Linked DNA regions of Mus musculus: regions 2, 3, 4 and 5 are each linked to region 1. Evidence: chromatin contacts called from public promoter capture Hi-C data. All regions are on one chromosome and are shown on one strand. Each heading gives the region's core, a stretch centred on a gene start, on an enhancer-like site or on the middle of the called end of the contact. The rest is flanking DNA. Distances are from core to core; before and after follow the strand shown. Region 1 holds the start of 4930405A21Rik (RIKEN cDNA 4930405A21 gene). Region 2 holds the start of Ahcy (S-adenosylhomocysteine hydrolase). Region 3 holds the start of Itch (itchy, E3 ubiquitin protein ligase). Region 4 holds the start of Tti1 (TELO2 interacting protein 1). Region 5 holds the start of Vstm2l (V-set and transmembrane domain containing 2-like).

Evidence for each region. Promoter capture Hi-C pulls out the DNA fragments that hold promoters and counts their contacts. Capture Hi-C pulls out chosen DNA fragments and counts their contacts.
Region 2: a promoter capture Hi-C map of liver shows a contact between it and region 1, with 3 times the contacts expected there. The contact joins the promoter of Ahcy here to the promoter of 4930405A21Rik in region 1. A contact is called at or near these places in 1 of 39 promoter capture datasets (liver) and 1 of 9 other capture datasets (liver).
Region 3: a promoter capture Hi-C map of pre-B cells shows a contact between it and region 1, with 4 times the contacts expected there. The contact joins the promoter of Itch here to the promoter of 4930405A21Rik in region 1. A contact is called at or near these places in 2 of 39 promoter capture datasets (liver and pre-B cells).
Region 4: a promoter capture Hi-C map of liver shows a contact between it and region 1, with 5 times the contacts expected there. The contact joins the promoter of Tti1 here to the promoter of 4930405A21Rik in region 1.
Region 5: a promoter capture Hi-C map of liver shows a contact between it and region 1, with 4 times the contacts expected there. The contact joins the promoter of Vstm2l here to the promoter of 4930405A21Rik in region 1. A contact is called at or near these places in 2 of 39 promoter capture datasets (both in liver).

What each region holds. Positions count from the first base shown.
Region 1 is chr2:156,719,641-156,722,173 of GRCm38.p6, reverse strand. It overlaps 4930405A21Rik (RIKEN cDNA 4930405A21 gene), which reads left to right and starts at 1,265. Exons shown (of 4, transcript NR_040505.1): 1 at 1,265-1,468. The region is part of intron 7 of Dlgap4 (DLG associated protein 4); the gene reads right to left.
Region 2 is chr2:155,073,235-155,075,767 of GRCm38.p6, reverse strand. Ahcy (S-adenosylhomocysteine hydrolase) reads left to right here and starts at 1,271. Exons shown (of 10, transcript NM_016661.3): 1 at 1,271-1,403. The coding sequence starts at 1,376. Gm39966 (a long non-coding RNA gene) reads left to right here and starts at 1,594. Exons shown (of 2, transcript XR_866885.2): 1 at 1,594-1,818; 2 at 2,062-2,533. Gm45609 (a long non-coding RNA gene) reads right to left here and starts at 1,256. Exons shown (of 3, transcript XR_001783519.2): 1 at 1-1,256.
Region 3 is chr2:155,132,214-155,134,746 of GRCm38.p6, reverse strand. It overlaps Itch (itchy, E3 ubiquitin protein ligase), which reads right to left and starts at 1,266. Exons shown (of 25, transcript NM_008395.3): 1 at 1,162-1,266.
Region 4 is chr2:158,027,163-158,029,695 of GRCm38.p6, reverse strand. Tti1 (TELO2 interacting protein 1) reads left to right here and starts at 1,262. Exons shown (of 8, transcript NM_029282.2): 1 at 1,262-1,322. Rprd1b (regulation of nuclear pre-mRNA domain containing 1B) reads right to left here and starts at 1,199. Exons shown (of 7, transcript NM_001291134.1): 1 at 651-1,199. The coding sequence starts at 801.
Region 5 is chr2:157,913,394-157,915,926 of GRCm38.p6, reverse strand. It overlaps Vstm2l (V-set and transmembrane domain containing 2-like), which reads right to left and starts at 1,274. Exons shown (of 4, transcript NM_198627.2): 1 at 996-1,274. The coding sequence starts at 1,116.

The DNA of each region.
Region 1 (2,533 bases), core at 16-2,515:
CATGGAGCCTCTGCCGCGGCCAGCCTGCGGGATGACTCCGCCCGGCCCGACCCGGACACCCCACCACTCACATTGCTTCAAGAGCTCCAGACACAAAGCCATGAGGGCCGGATGGGGGTCAGAGACCCAGAGACCCGGCAGAGACAGAAAAGGGAGAGGGAGTGACAAGGAGCAGAGAAAAGGGGCGACAGGGGATCGGGCAGAGAAGCAAAGGAGCAAGAGCCCCGGGCAGAGAAGGCTGAGGCAGGCGTTAGAGACAGCAATGAGACCACCGACACAGACGCGTGAAAGAAGCAGGGAGAGCAAGGGGGGTGGGGGGGACCGGGTCCAGAGAAGTGGGACGCTCGGAGAACAAGGAGAGACAGTGACAGCGACAGCGGACAAATCCAGGAAAGGCAGAGGTTCTTAAGTTAGGGAGCTGGGGAGACACTGGGGGTTCAAGGAGACCACTAAGGGATGTAAAAGGTTCTGATAGCTATGGGAGGCTCCGGAGAAGTGGGAAACCCTCCGGGAAATGCGGACTAGGTGGAGATAACCCCCAGGAAATCAGGGGCACATGCATCAAGAAGGACCCTCAAGATGTGTGGTAAGCTCAGGAAAGGCCTGGGGGAGTGGAGTGTGTTCTGAAGGAGAGGCCCCAAAAGATCTAGGGAGTCCAGAAGAATGGGGGTGCCAGAACCCGTGGCTGTAAGAGAGGAGAGGAGCGCTGGGAGAGGGGACCCGAGATCCTGGAGCGAGGGAGGGGCCGAGAGCGCGAGAGCAGAGACAAAGAGACAGCGAGCTAGGGAGAGACAAAGCGGGCTCAGCGGAGACACGGGCCCGAGGGCCAGTGGCCCGACAGAAGGACGGAAGCGCGGGCGAGCGGGCGGACGGACAGACGGACAGACGGGAAGACGGGGCAGGGCAGGGCCGGGCGGAGGCGGCGCCCGTCTCCTCGCGGGGCCGCGGCTGCTCCGGGTGGCGCTGGGCGGGCCCCGGGCGTCCGGGCTGAGGAGGCGGCGGCGGCGGCGGCGACGACGTGGGTCGGACAGACGGACGGAGTGACGGATGGACTGGCGGCAGCTGCGGCCAGCGGCGGGCACTCACCCTCCTCCCTCACGCGGCCCGGCCCGAGGCTCCGGTTTTGTACGCCCGAGAGGCGGGGCCTCCGGGTTAAAGCCCCGCGCCGGCCCCGCCCCTCGCGTCAGCCGCGCGCGCGTCGCCCGGGATTCCGGGGCCGCCAGGGGGCGCGCGCAAGCGGGACACAGCGCAAGCGCGCACGCGTACCGCGCGGCCCACGCCCTGGCCGGCCGGTCTTGAAAGGGAGTGCGCGCCCGCGCCAACTCGCGCATGCCCGAGTGAGGGGCTCCGCCCTCTCGAACCGCCCCGCCAAACCGGTTCCAGCTGGAACGCAATGCGTGGTCTGTACGGGAGTTGGAGTGGCCGTCCGTCCCTGCGGGCTCACCCTGGTGGCGACGCCTCGCTGTAGGTAGGGAAACTGAGGCTGAGGAGAGAGCCCACCGTGGGCTTTCTGTCCCGCACGCGGGTCCTAGCTACTCAGCCGCGCAGTTTCTAGTTGCCTCTTTGCCTCATCCCTTGCTGTGCTCCCAAGGGTCCTAAGGACGGGTTCAGTATCCCACTTGTGTGACCTTAGGTTAGATGCTTAACCTTTCTGTGCCTCTGTAAAATGTGACAACCGAGTGAGCCCCCTCCCCGCCCACAGACTGACAGTCCATTTACAGAAGGTTCTGCCAAGCACAGATCTTTGCTGCCTGGCAAGCCCGCTGGTTGCCTGCTTTCTGTACTGGGATCTGACAGAGGACTGTGGGAAATGAAGAAGGTAACACTGTTTCCAGTCTACCTTTTGCATTAAGACACAATAATGGCAAAAGCAACAAACTTACTTGATGCCAGCACTGTGCTAAGCACTCTAAAAGCAGGAGTTGGCTACACCATGCTATTCAGTTTCATTTGCTTTAGGTGAAAATACAAAGTAAATTCTTGAATGGCTATGACACCTCATGTGTTGCTGTGTCCTTTCGATTCAGTAACACTTCTTGCATAACCTTGGGCAAGTCCCCCTTTCTCTTTGGGATTCCCCAGTGCTGAGTATCCCCTGGAGAGAAACCAGGCAGAGACAGAATTTTCACCAGCAAGTCTTTGACCCTTTGATCCAGCTCACTCTCTTGAACAGAAGAACTAACTCACTGGCAGCTTCAATTTGGACTTCACCAAGTCTGAGACCTTGGTCCTAGAGGAATGTCAGCACCCTTCTCTGTTGGTCACCCCCCTCCCAGCCCCCCGCCTCAGGTCCTGTAAGGTGTGTATGGGGACGATTTTGTGACTGACTGAGTCCTTGCCCAAGTCAGGCTAGCATAGAGGAGCAGTTGGCTGACCCAGGCCTGAGGTGTAACACTGGCACATAGGCCTCAGACCCTCCTGCATGAGCCTGGGCTTCTAGGAGAGGGTAAAGGGTCCTTTCCAGATAGACTGGCAGCTGGTTTCCCCTTTGGGTCACCATTTTGGTAAATCCCTTGAAAACTTGAAGCCGGGC
Region 2 (2,533 bases), core at 22-2,521, 1.6 Mb after region 1:
GCAGCTATTTGCCCAGGACCTGCACAACACTGGATCCCCAGCAACATTCAGTCATGGATGGGGGAGGTGTCCCGGGACATTGCTAAAATTCCCTCCTAGGAGACAGAAGCAAAATCTACACCTCCTCCCAAATAAACTGAGGTATGATTCTGCGGAAGATCCTTCTGGGGGAACCGGTGAGGTCAGTGAGCTTCCTGACAACGCATACACAGGTCAGGGGGTACTTACCAGATAGGGGTATGAATGATGCTTTTCCCCAAAGACCACAGCTGGAGACCACACCTCAACCAGCAGGGATGAGGGCCTCGCCAGTAGACGGGTAGCTGGAACCTACTTCCCTGACTACATACTCTAGTCCTTCCCTGAGGTCATGTTCAGTTTAGGCAGAATTGCATATAACAGGAGGTAGGGTGCAGCTGGACACCCAGGAGAAGGTCTTGTGACCCTCCTTGTTACTCCATGAGGAGACAGATAAGTCCAACGGAGGCCAACTTTTTACAAAGGGGCCAACTGAACTCCCCAGAGATGGTATATGCACACAACATGGGGCCTGGTTTCCTTCCTGAAAGCTAGCCGCTGAGAGCCGCTGAGAGAGAAGTCATACTCTTCAGGTGTATAGTCATTGGTGAGTTATCTATGCTCCTGCGGATAGCTCCGCAGTCATTTCCATGTGAGCAGCCTGTGAATCACCAAGAAAGACTACCGAATGAGAAGGTGTTGAGGAGGGGGTGGGGGCGAGCAAGGAAAGGCAAACAGAGGGAGGAGAGAGTGACACAATTGCAACCGGTGATTTTTCTTTCTTTGTTTTTGAGATAGGGCCTCACTCTGTAGCCTCGGTTGGCCTGGAACTAATTAGCGATAGAGCAGACTGGCCTCGAATTTGTGACAAATCTCCTGGCTCTGGCTCCAGAGCGGGAGATTTCAGACACTGTCTCCAGAGTGGGGATTCACAGGCACATACCACTAGGCCCAGCTCTTTACTTTGATCTTGCAAGAGTTTTACAATTGAAGCAGTTAAGGCTCAGGTTAGTAAATTGGCTAGAGTCTAAGAATTCTGCCTTGTTTTGACCTCTGATTCACTGGCTGGACGGATGGGAGAAGAACCGCCTCTCTCCACGCTCCCTCCTAGTCGAGTGCCAGGGGTCCAAAGGCCACAGTGCACAAAATTTATGATTTTTGAGGCAGAGATCAGCCTTGCTCCCGCTCCGCTCAACGCCTCGAGCTAGGCTCCGCCCCTAAGTTTCAGCCCCCAGCAGGTTCATGAATATTCAAATAAGAAGATATTTAAAGACGCCGGCGCCAGGCGTAGATCCCTGCCCCGCGCCGCCCGGCCCCCTTCACTGAGTTCATCAGTCCTAGCGGAAGCGCCGCCAGCATGTCTGATAAACTGCCCTACAAAGTCGGTGAGTCCCAAGGGTTCAGTCCTCCGTGGCGACTCGGCTCCCGTCCTGGGTTTGTTGTCAGTACCGACCTGCGTCTTGTTTAGGTGGCGGCTTCGGGGCGCCCCGGGACCCCTAGAATCGCTGGCCTGGCCGCGCAGGTGCCCGGGGATTGGAGTCCACACGCCGCCGAGAGCCAGGAGTGGGAAACGGCCGCGGACTACAAGTCCCGGCGTGCCCCGCGGTAGGCGCCCAGAGCGGCAGCGCGGGCTGTGATCTTTGGTCGGGCAGCGTGCTCCTGTCGGAGAGACTGGCCATTGGGAAGCGGCCCTAGAGGCCCAGACCCTGGCCCTGGCGTTTGGCGGCTTGGGTGGCCCCTAGCAAGGGCCCACCGTCTTCTGGGCCTTGAGCAGGGCCGGAGAGAGCATCAGTGTTCTAGGTGCTAATGAGGAGAGGCCTGGAAACGGCTAGTCTCGGTGCAACGGGAACTTAGGGTCCCATCTGCTCAATCTCTGGGATATCTAGTGGATGTCTAGAAAATTTGGAGTGGTTAGAAATTACTGTTCGTTTTGTCCCGATTATAGAAAGCTGTCTGAGTAAACACACCTTAACTTGAGCGTTTACAGTGGGATGGGCACTGCCTTATAGCATTATTCTAGACTAACCCGTCTTATTATTGTAGCTCTCCATGGAAGGAACGGTTTTATGTTTACAATGAATATCCAGAGGTATAAAGGGCATTTTCCCAGAATCTTGTAACTGGAAAGCAGCTGGTTAGAATTTGGACTCAGGACATCATGACCTCTAAGCTCATCTCTTCCACTGCTGTCTGTATACAAGGCAATACACTTGAAACAACCCTAATGGAATTTCAACACAATCCAATTCAAACTGTGCCTAGTGACACAAGCTTGTAATCCCAGCCCTGCTATCACTACTGAGGCCAAGGAATCGATCAGCTCATTTCAGAGGTCAGCCTGGGCATACAGTGAATTCCAGACCAACCTGGACAAGATGGGGAGACCCTATCAAAACAAAACTACAAACCAAACAAACAGAAAAACAAAGCAATTCAGGCTGGTTAGCTTTTAAAATAATTTCAATACTCTATTAAATTGGAAAGGGTCCTCAAAGGGAGATGAATGCTATCCCAT
Region 3 (2,533 bases), core at 17-2,516, 1.6 Mb after region 1:
CTGTGATACACAAGGCTGAATCTCAAACTTGCCCCCAAAAGACTTTATTTCAGATGAGAACCAAGCCCTCTGCCAATCCTGGGAGTGAACATACACAGCCTTTACCTACTTTCTTAAGATAAGGATACAGGAGAACCACCCACTTAAGAGAATGATGATGGGTGGCTAGATGGTGTTCTGTCAACTGTGAAGAAGAAAACCTCCCTCTTCTCCCCACTGCCCCCTTTAGAACAAGTTCACTGCAGCTTAAAGAGGAACAGAAGTCTCAACAGGATTAGGATTCTAACACAGCCAAGAAAACAAGCGAGTGGGGAACTGTGAATTTGGGGTACTTTGCAAGTCACCTGGTCACATCTCTAACTTTAGGCCCAATGCCTACTTCGGGTGCACTGACCCTTATATATTTTTTTTCTCTCTTGAAGTTGCAGCCGGGAACTATGTCTCAAAACTCAAGTCTTCTATTTAAAAGTCCTGCCCTCATTGGGCTTCCACCTTTCAAATGCGCTCACCTCTACTTTTTTCTTTGCTCAAGAAAAGTACGCTCTCGGTAGAAAGGGCTGTGACAGCTCCACGTCTGCAAAAGTCGGTGGCGCCGGCCTGGGCCGGGACCACCATGAGTGGGGACAATGGAGGGAGGAGGGAAGTACAAGACAGAAGGGGAAGCAGTCACTGGGGAAGGTCCTCTGCGAGTGGGAGCTTGGAAAAGTCTCGGGGGGAGCCTGCCAGGTGGCAGGTGGGCCCGGCCGCCGCCCCTCAAAGGGCCACGTCGCGCGGGCGGGCCGCTGCCACCGGGCCCCGCGCGTAGGCCGGGCCGCGGGAGAGGAACCCCCGGGCGCGGCAGCGGGGCGCGGGGCTGGACCCTGCCCACGTCCGCCGCGGCTCGGCTCTCTCCCAACTTGGGGCTCGCGGGCCTACAGGCTCCGGACGCCTAGGCCAAGCACTAGCAGTTCGGCTCGACCTGCTGACCCACCCGCCACTCGGCTCGGGCCACCAGCCGGCTCTCCGGGCGCCCCCCACGGACACCGGCTGCGGGAAGAGCAGCCCCGGCTCTAGGTCCAGACTCGAGCGCCACACTCCTCTACCCTTCGCATTCCCCATGCCTTTTCATCCAAACTCCCTCCAAGCCACAGAAATGACCCCAGTCTGCCTGCGCGTGTTTACCGGGACTCGGGGCGGCGACGACTCCTCAGTCCCTCCGCTAAGATGGCAGCCGGTCCCGAGCCCCGACTACAGCGACTAGAGCTACTTCACACCTAGTGCGCAGGCGCGGCCTCCTCGGCGCAGTCCGGACTACAGGCCCCAGCAGGCCTTGCGCGCCAGCCTCCTAAATCATTTTTCCTCACCTCCAGGTGAAGTGGACACTAAGCCTTGCTCTCTACATCTCCAAGGCTTTTTTCTTTTCTTCCTTCCTTTCTCCTTTCCTTTCTCCCTTCTTTCCTTTCTTCTTTCGTTCCTTCCTTTTGACCCCTTCTTCCCCGCCAGGACCTCTAAAGACTGTTACCAAATGCTAGCGTGTCTCAGAATCACTTGAACAGCTTTTAAAAACAGACTGCTGAGCTCCACCGCCAGTTTCTGACTCAGTAGATCTGGGATGGAATAGGGGTTGCTTTATAATCTGCATTTTTATCAAGTTCTCTCCTGATACTCCTAACAGCAGGAATCACAATTTATGAAGCACTGTGCCGGTTCTATCCTTCTGGAGTTACACTGTTTGGGTTCAAATTCTCCTTTCTCCACCTTTTGACAGGAAGTTCTTAGGAGGGTGACAGCTTGACAGCGCCAAGGCGGCATGAGTTATAAAAACTGAAAAGCATACTTCTAAACGTTTACAACAAAACTATGTGAAAGATGCCATTGGTTACCTTTTCAGATGCTTAAATTAAACTTCTTAACCCAGGCAAAACACATCTAATCCTACCGAATTAATAGGCTGTGCAGTGGTAATAATAGAGGCACGTGATAATTAGCAAACTTTGCTATTATTGTTTATCCTGTTTCCTCGTAAGGAAACTATCTAGAAAGTCACTTAAACTTTTCGAAATACCTTTGAAACTACCATATTATGAATTATGTGCTGAGTTTATTAAACAAAAAAGATTCTGAGTTGGGAGGATGGTTCAGTGGGTAAAGGCTCTTGCCATGCAAGCACAAGGATGTTTGAAACCCCAGCATTCATATAAAAGCTGGCACCAACGGACCCCTAACAGTGGTGGGCAGACATAGGAGCTCCCTAGTCAACGCCCTAGACCACACAGCAAGCTTCAGGTTCCATTAGAAGACAGAGACAAATGGATCTCTGTGGGTTCAAGGCTAGCCATGTCCAAATATCTTGAGAGTTCTAGACCAACCGAGGTTACGTGGTGAAACCCTGGGTTTGGGTTTTTGGGATTTTGTTTTTGTTTTTTAGTTTTGGTTTGGTGTGTTTAAGTATTTAAAAGTTCTTCTGCACTTCCAGCCAATGTTTGCCACATTAGGGATTAAGCTGTAAGAGTTGGCTCAAGATGTAACTCACTAGTAGATACTTACATAGCAT
Region 4 (2,533 bases), core at 13-2,512, 1.3 Mb before region 1:
AGACAGTAGCCAGAAACAACTTGCATCCAACACCGGGCCTGGCAAGAAACAGGTAGCGCTCGGGGAATATCGTGAGAGTCTGAATTTAGTGGCAAGGGCAGAAGGCTACCCAATTTACCATCCTGTTCTCAAGTCTATGGATAGTAACTAACACGGAGTCAAGGCTTTGGAAGTACAGGTAAGTTTGTATCCGTTTTACAGATTAGAATACACCGGCACAAGGATATGAAGAAACGTTCCCAGGATCACTTAGCTAGAACACGTTTGCACCAGGTCTTAATGTGGGCAGTCTGACCAGAGACGGCTGGATCGTATTCCAATTGCCCAACACGGGGCTCCCAGCTCCAAACACAGCCACGATTTAAAACAAAAACAAAAACAACTGTCGTAAGGTGTGAGGGGGAAGCCTGATGAGGGAAGGAGCTGAGTAACTTCAAGTCTGGGCATTTGCGCCCTTGGAACTTCAGACGAATCTCCCATACCTTACCGGGCCTCAGTTTCCCTCTCCAAGTCATAAAATAACACCGTTTCCAACCTCAGACCCTCCATCAGAGCCCCAGGCCTGCAAAACAAGGCTTAAGAAGCCACAGGGCTGCGGGAGAGTGGATGAGGGAACACAGCCATGGGAGAGCCGGGGTGCGGGTGATCACCTTTGCGGAGCTCGCGGTGCCACACGGAGACGATGGGTCCTGCGTGCTTGCGGTGGTGGATGAGCCACAGGGAGAGGGTCTGCACGCTCTGCTGAGAGTTGCTCAGCTCTGAGAGCTTCTTTTCCAGCGCCGATTCTGAGAAGGAGGACATGGTGGCGGTGGTGGGGAGCAGCCCGGGCCGCCCGATGAGACGGGGAAAGCGACCGCACTCGGCCCAGGCCTCCGCTGACAGGCTGCAGGGCTCTCCGCCGACTGACAGACAGCTCGGGGTACCAGGTGGGGGGAGGGGACAGGTCTCCGCAGTAACAGCCGCCCGCGCCGCCGCCACAAGATGGCCACCCGACCTCTCACCCCGCCGCCACGGGGGTCAAAGGGCAAGGGCCACAGCCGGGCGCCGAGAGGCTTCGGAGCCGGAGGAAAACGATCCTTAGGAGGCGGCAGTATCCTTGGTCCCTGACTTCTAGCCGGCCAGGCCGAGGGAACAAATCCAGGTCCTCGAACACCGAAAATGCGCTTTAACCGCTCGCGCCCGCGCGCCGGCGCAGTGAGCCTCACCGGAACCCTTTTTCCCGCTCCGCAGAACCTTTCTGGCGCGGCGCGACGCACTACTTAGTCGTCATTTCCGCCTAGGGTGCAGGAGGCGGGAGAGTGAGGGAAAGACTGGAAGACGAGGTAAGAGTGGCGGGAGTGTAAGGGAGCCCAGCCGCTTAGGAGCGTCCAGAAACGAATCCTTAGGACACACTGAGGCAGGAAGCGCGGGAGCTGGGTGTGGGAAGGGCCGCGTCGCTTTGGTGGCTGGCCTAGGCCACACCTCCCTCCGTGCCTGGGCCCCTCTCCCCAGCGCTCCTCTAGTTCCTTTAAAGACACGAACTCTTGGCAGGGCTCCCCACTTTGGTTCCTGTTCTGACTTCCGAAGTGATACCCCTTTTCTCACCTGGTGGAACTGCGCCGTCTACTGACCTCTACTGAGTCTGGCCCCACACACACACAACTTTTTTTTTGGAGGGGTGTGATGGCTCCAAGTGCTTGCTATGCAAGAATGAGGATTTGTGTTCCCATCATTAAAAAGCCCAAGTTGGTGGGCCAGGTCTGTAACTTCAGTGTTCTGGGGCTGAGACAGGAAGATCGCCGGAGCTTGCTAGATGCCTGCTTAACTCCAGGTTCAGTGAAAGACTCAGTCTCAAAAGAATAAGCTGGAGAGTGATTGAGCGGGACACCTGACGTCCTCTGTGCGTGCACCCCCCCCCCAACACACATACCTACAACTCCCTGACGTTGTTGAACTTATTAGATGTGAGTCCCCTCCCAGCCTAAAAGACATTCCTATAGTTGATGCCTGGTTTTCTTAACTTCTCTGTCCCTAATATACATGCTTTGACCCTTCTTCACCTGGAGTGCATCATGATCATAGCTAGTGTAGTTGAGAAGTTTCTATGTGCTAGACACTTTTCAAAGCTATGAGGTAAGTGTTATCGTCTCACGGTTTAACAACTGAGGAAACAGGTTACAGAGGTGTGGTGATCACATAAGTTTCAAGCTCACAGAGCTAAGATCTGAATGAAGAGAGTGTATCTAAGTGTGTCCCAGCATCTGGAATCAAAGCTGAATTCATAGCTGATTGAATTAACGCACAAGTCAACACCTTATAATGATATAGGGAGGCAGAGGCAGGTGGTTCTCCTGAGGGTTCCAGGCCAGCTTGGTCTGTGCAGTAAATTCCAGACCAGCTTTTAAGACCCCACCTTACAAAAAAGCTCGGGCTTTTGAGACCTCATCTAAATAGTTGCTGAGTACTGAGTAACTCATGTTCTGAGTACCCTTTGTACTAAGTCTATGTATCCAGATGTTACTATTTTAAATGTCAGTCCTTAACAACAGTGCTC
Region 5 (2,533 bases), core at 25-2,524, 1.2 Mb before region 1:
CAGACACTCGTGCAGGCAGCACTTGCTTTCTCCTTGCTCCCACAATGCTGGAGTTCAACATTTCAGTCCTCTAGGGGCAAGGTTGAGATGGGGTCCCCGAGATGGGGGTGTCCTGTAGGATTCAAGGGGTTCATGATCCCCCCAGGGACAAACACCCTACATTCCTCTTTACTCCTGGCCTCTAGCTGAAAGAATAGACCTCAACTACTCCAGTGTATCCCAGCTCTCCGTCCCTACCTTCTTATCCCCAGACTGTCCCTACCCCTGGATGCCACCCACCCACATGGATGGCAAAGGAAGCTGCCACCCAGGCTAGCAGGTCTTAAGCAACAGCATCTGGCGCCCCTCAGGACCATTCCCGGCCGTGGAAGGGATGGATCCTGATGAAGAGGATGCAGGAGCAGTTTCAGCGTTAAACCCACAAAGGAGAAAGGAATCGGGGCAGAGAGAAGTGGGTGGGCAAAGTGTGTGCACAAGTGCGTGCGTGCATGTGTATCCGTGTCTGCAGGCAGACAGGCAAGAGTTGTGGCGAAGCGAAGCGTGTGTGCCCGAGTGCCAGCTGGCAGGGTGAGCCACCAGCCAGTGTCTGATTCGTGTGCGTAGTGGGCACAAGTATATTTACCAGCGAGGAGAGGCTCAGAGGGGATGTGCAGAGTTGTGAGTGTGGGATGCAGTGAGCGTGGCTGAGTGTGTCCGCGGTTGGAGACATCTGTATGGTCGCAGAGGTGTGTGTATCCGTGTGAGTGTGTACGCGCGTGGAGGGGGTCTTCTGCGAGCTGGGGCCAGAGCGAGTGTGCTCTTGGGAACCCCTTCTCGCAGAGCTGGCCCCGATAGGAGACAGGGTGGGTCCCCAGTCCCAGCAGAGGGCGCCCCGGAACTCTGGGCCATAGCATCAGTCGGCGCAGGTTCGAGCACCGCGACCGCCAAGTTGGAGCGGCTGCGACCGGGGTGGGGTTCAGTGGGGGGAAGTCCGTGGGGGCTGCGCGCAAACTCACCGTGTCCGGAGACGTGGTTGTCCCAGGGCGCATGGCCTGCGGGTCGCGTGGCGCCGCCGAGTTGCAGGAAAAGTGCCAGGTAGTGGAGGGCGCCCAGCGCCGCGGCCAGCGGGGCCCCCATGCTGCGCGCTCCGGCCGGGGGCGCCGCCGCCTCACATCGGGGCTCCGCAGCCCGCAAAGCCCGCGCCCGCCGTACCCTGCCCGGCGCCGCCGCCGCCCTCTCCTGCTGGCCCCGGCCCGGCCCCGGCTGCAGGCAGCGAGCGCACGCCCAGCCCGCCGCCTCCGACTGCGGGACTCTTCGCTTGCGCGGAAGGCCACTCCGCGCCGCCGCGCACCCGCCCTCCCCCTCGCTCCCCGCCCTGAGCCGGCGGCGGCGGAGGGATCCGCAGCTTGATTTATCATCAAAGTTTTGCCCAGGCTGGGATTTTTAAAGCGGTACTCGCAACTGGCCTCCCGCGCGGGAGCGGGGGTGGGGCAGGCCCGGGGGTGGAAGGCCACCTGGGGACCTAACCCCCCGCAGGGCGGAACACTAGGGTGTTGGGAGTCGAAATCCGATCGTTGGGGATAAACATCCGACCTGCCACCAGACCCGTGCGCTGGAGGGGCCGCTCAACTTTGCCAGCTGGGTAGTGTTGGGGCCAGGGCCAGGCGAGGTGCAGGACAGGTGAATAGGGGTGGGGGGCGCACCCGGGATGAGACATAGGTGAACTAGTTTAAGATCTGGCAGCTTTGGGGTCCCCGTGTGATCACGCGTAGTTTCTCCTGTCCTCGAGTTCTTCGTCTGAAAAATGGGGACAGACGCCACCACCAGAAGCAGTGTGTGTCGGGGGTTGGGGGGGGGGGGGTCTTTGGAGTTAGGTGGGTAAAGTGGGGAACATCGTGGCGCCCACACAATGTAGTTATCATTGTGGTTCCTGTCTCTGGGACTCAGCAGTTAGTGGGGCTCCTAGCTTAGAGGTGTTGGGGTTCTACACAGTGAACTGGATCGCCCCCTTCTGGACTGTAAGGCTCTCCCTAGATGAAAGGTCTAGATGGAGTGTGTGTGTGTGTGTGTGTGTGTGTGTGTGTGTGTCTGTGTGTGTAAACCATGAAGACTCTTTCATTCCCAAGAGTGGCAGTCCAATTCTGATTCCTTCCTTGACTCTTTAACTGAGGCTTTTGTGACAGGAAAAGAGGGTTGGGGGGTTATTTTAAAGAAAAGCCTATTTCATAAGGCTGCCTTCTCCGAGGTCTTGAGAAGATCCGGAGCAAGGTTTCGGACCCCGGGAAGGATTCTTCCTACCCTCATTTCTCCTCTGCCTTCGCCGGCAGGCATTGTTTCAGCATTGCGGACAGCACCCTTTTCGTTTCATCCTTTAAGAACCGCGGACAGCGCCTCGGGGGTGATTAGATGCGAGGGTTCAGCACCGTGGACAGATCCCCGCTCCACACACACAGCACCGCAGGGATCCAGCTTCCAGCACGGCTCACAGTACCTAAAGTTTGAGAGATCTAAAAAGCGGAGTGACACACCGTGCTTGCTGTCTTTATTCTGTCTC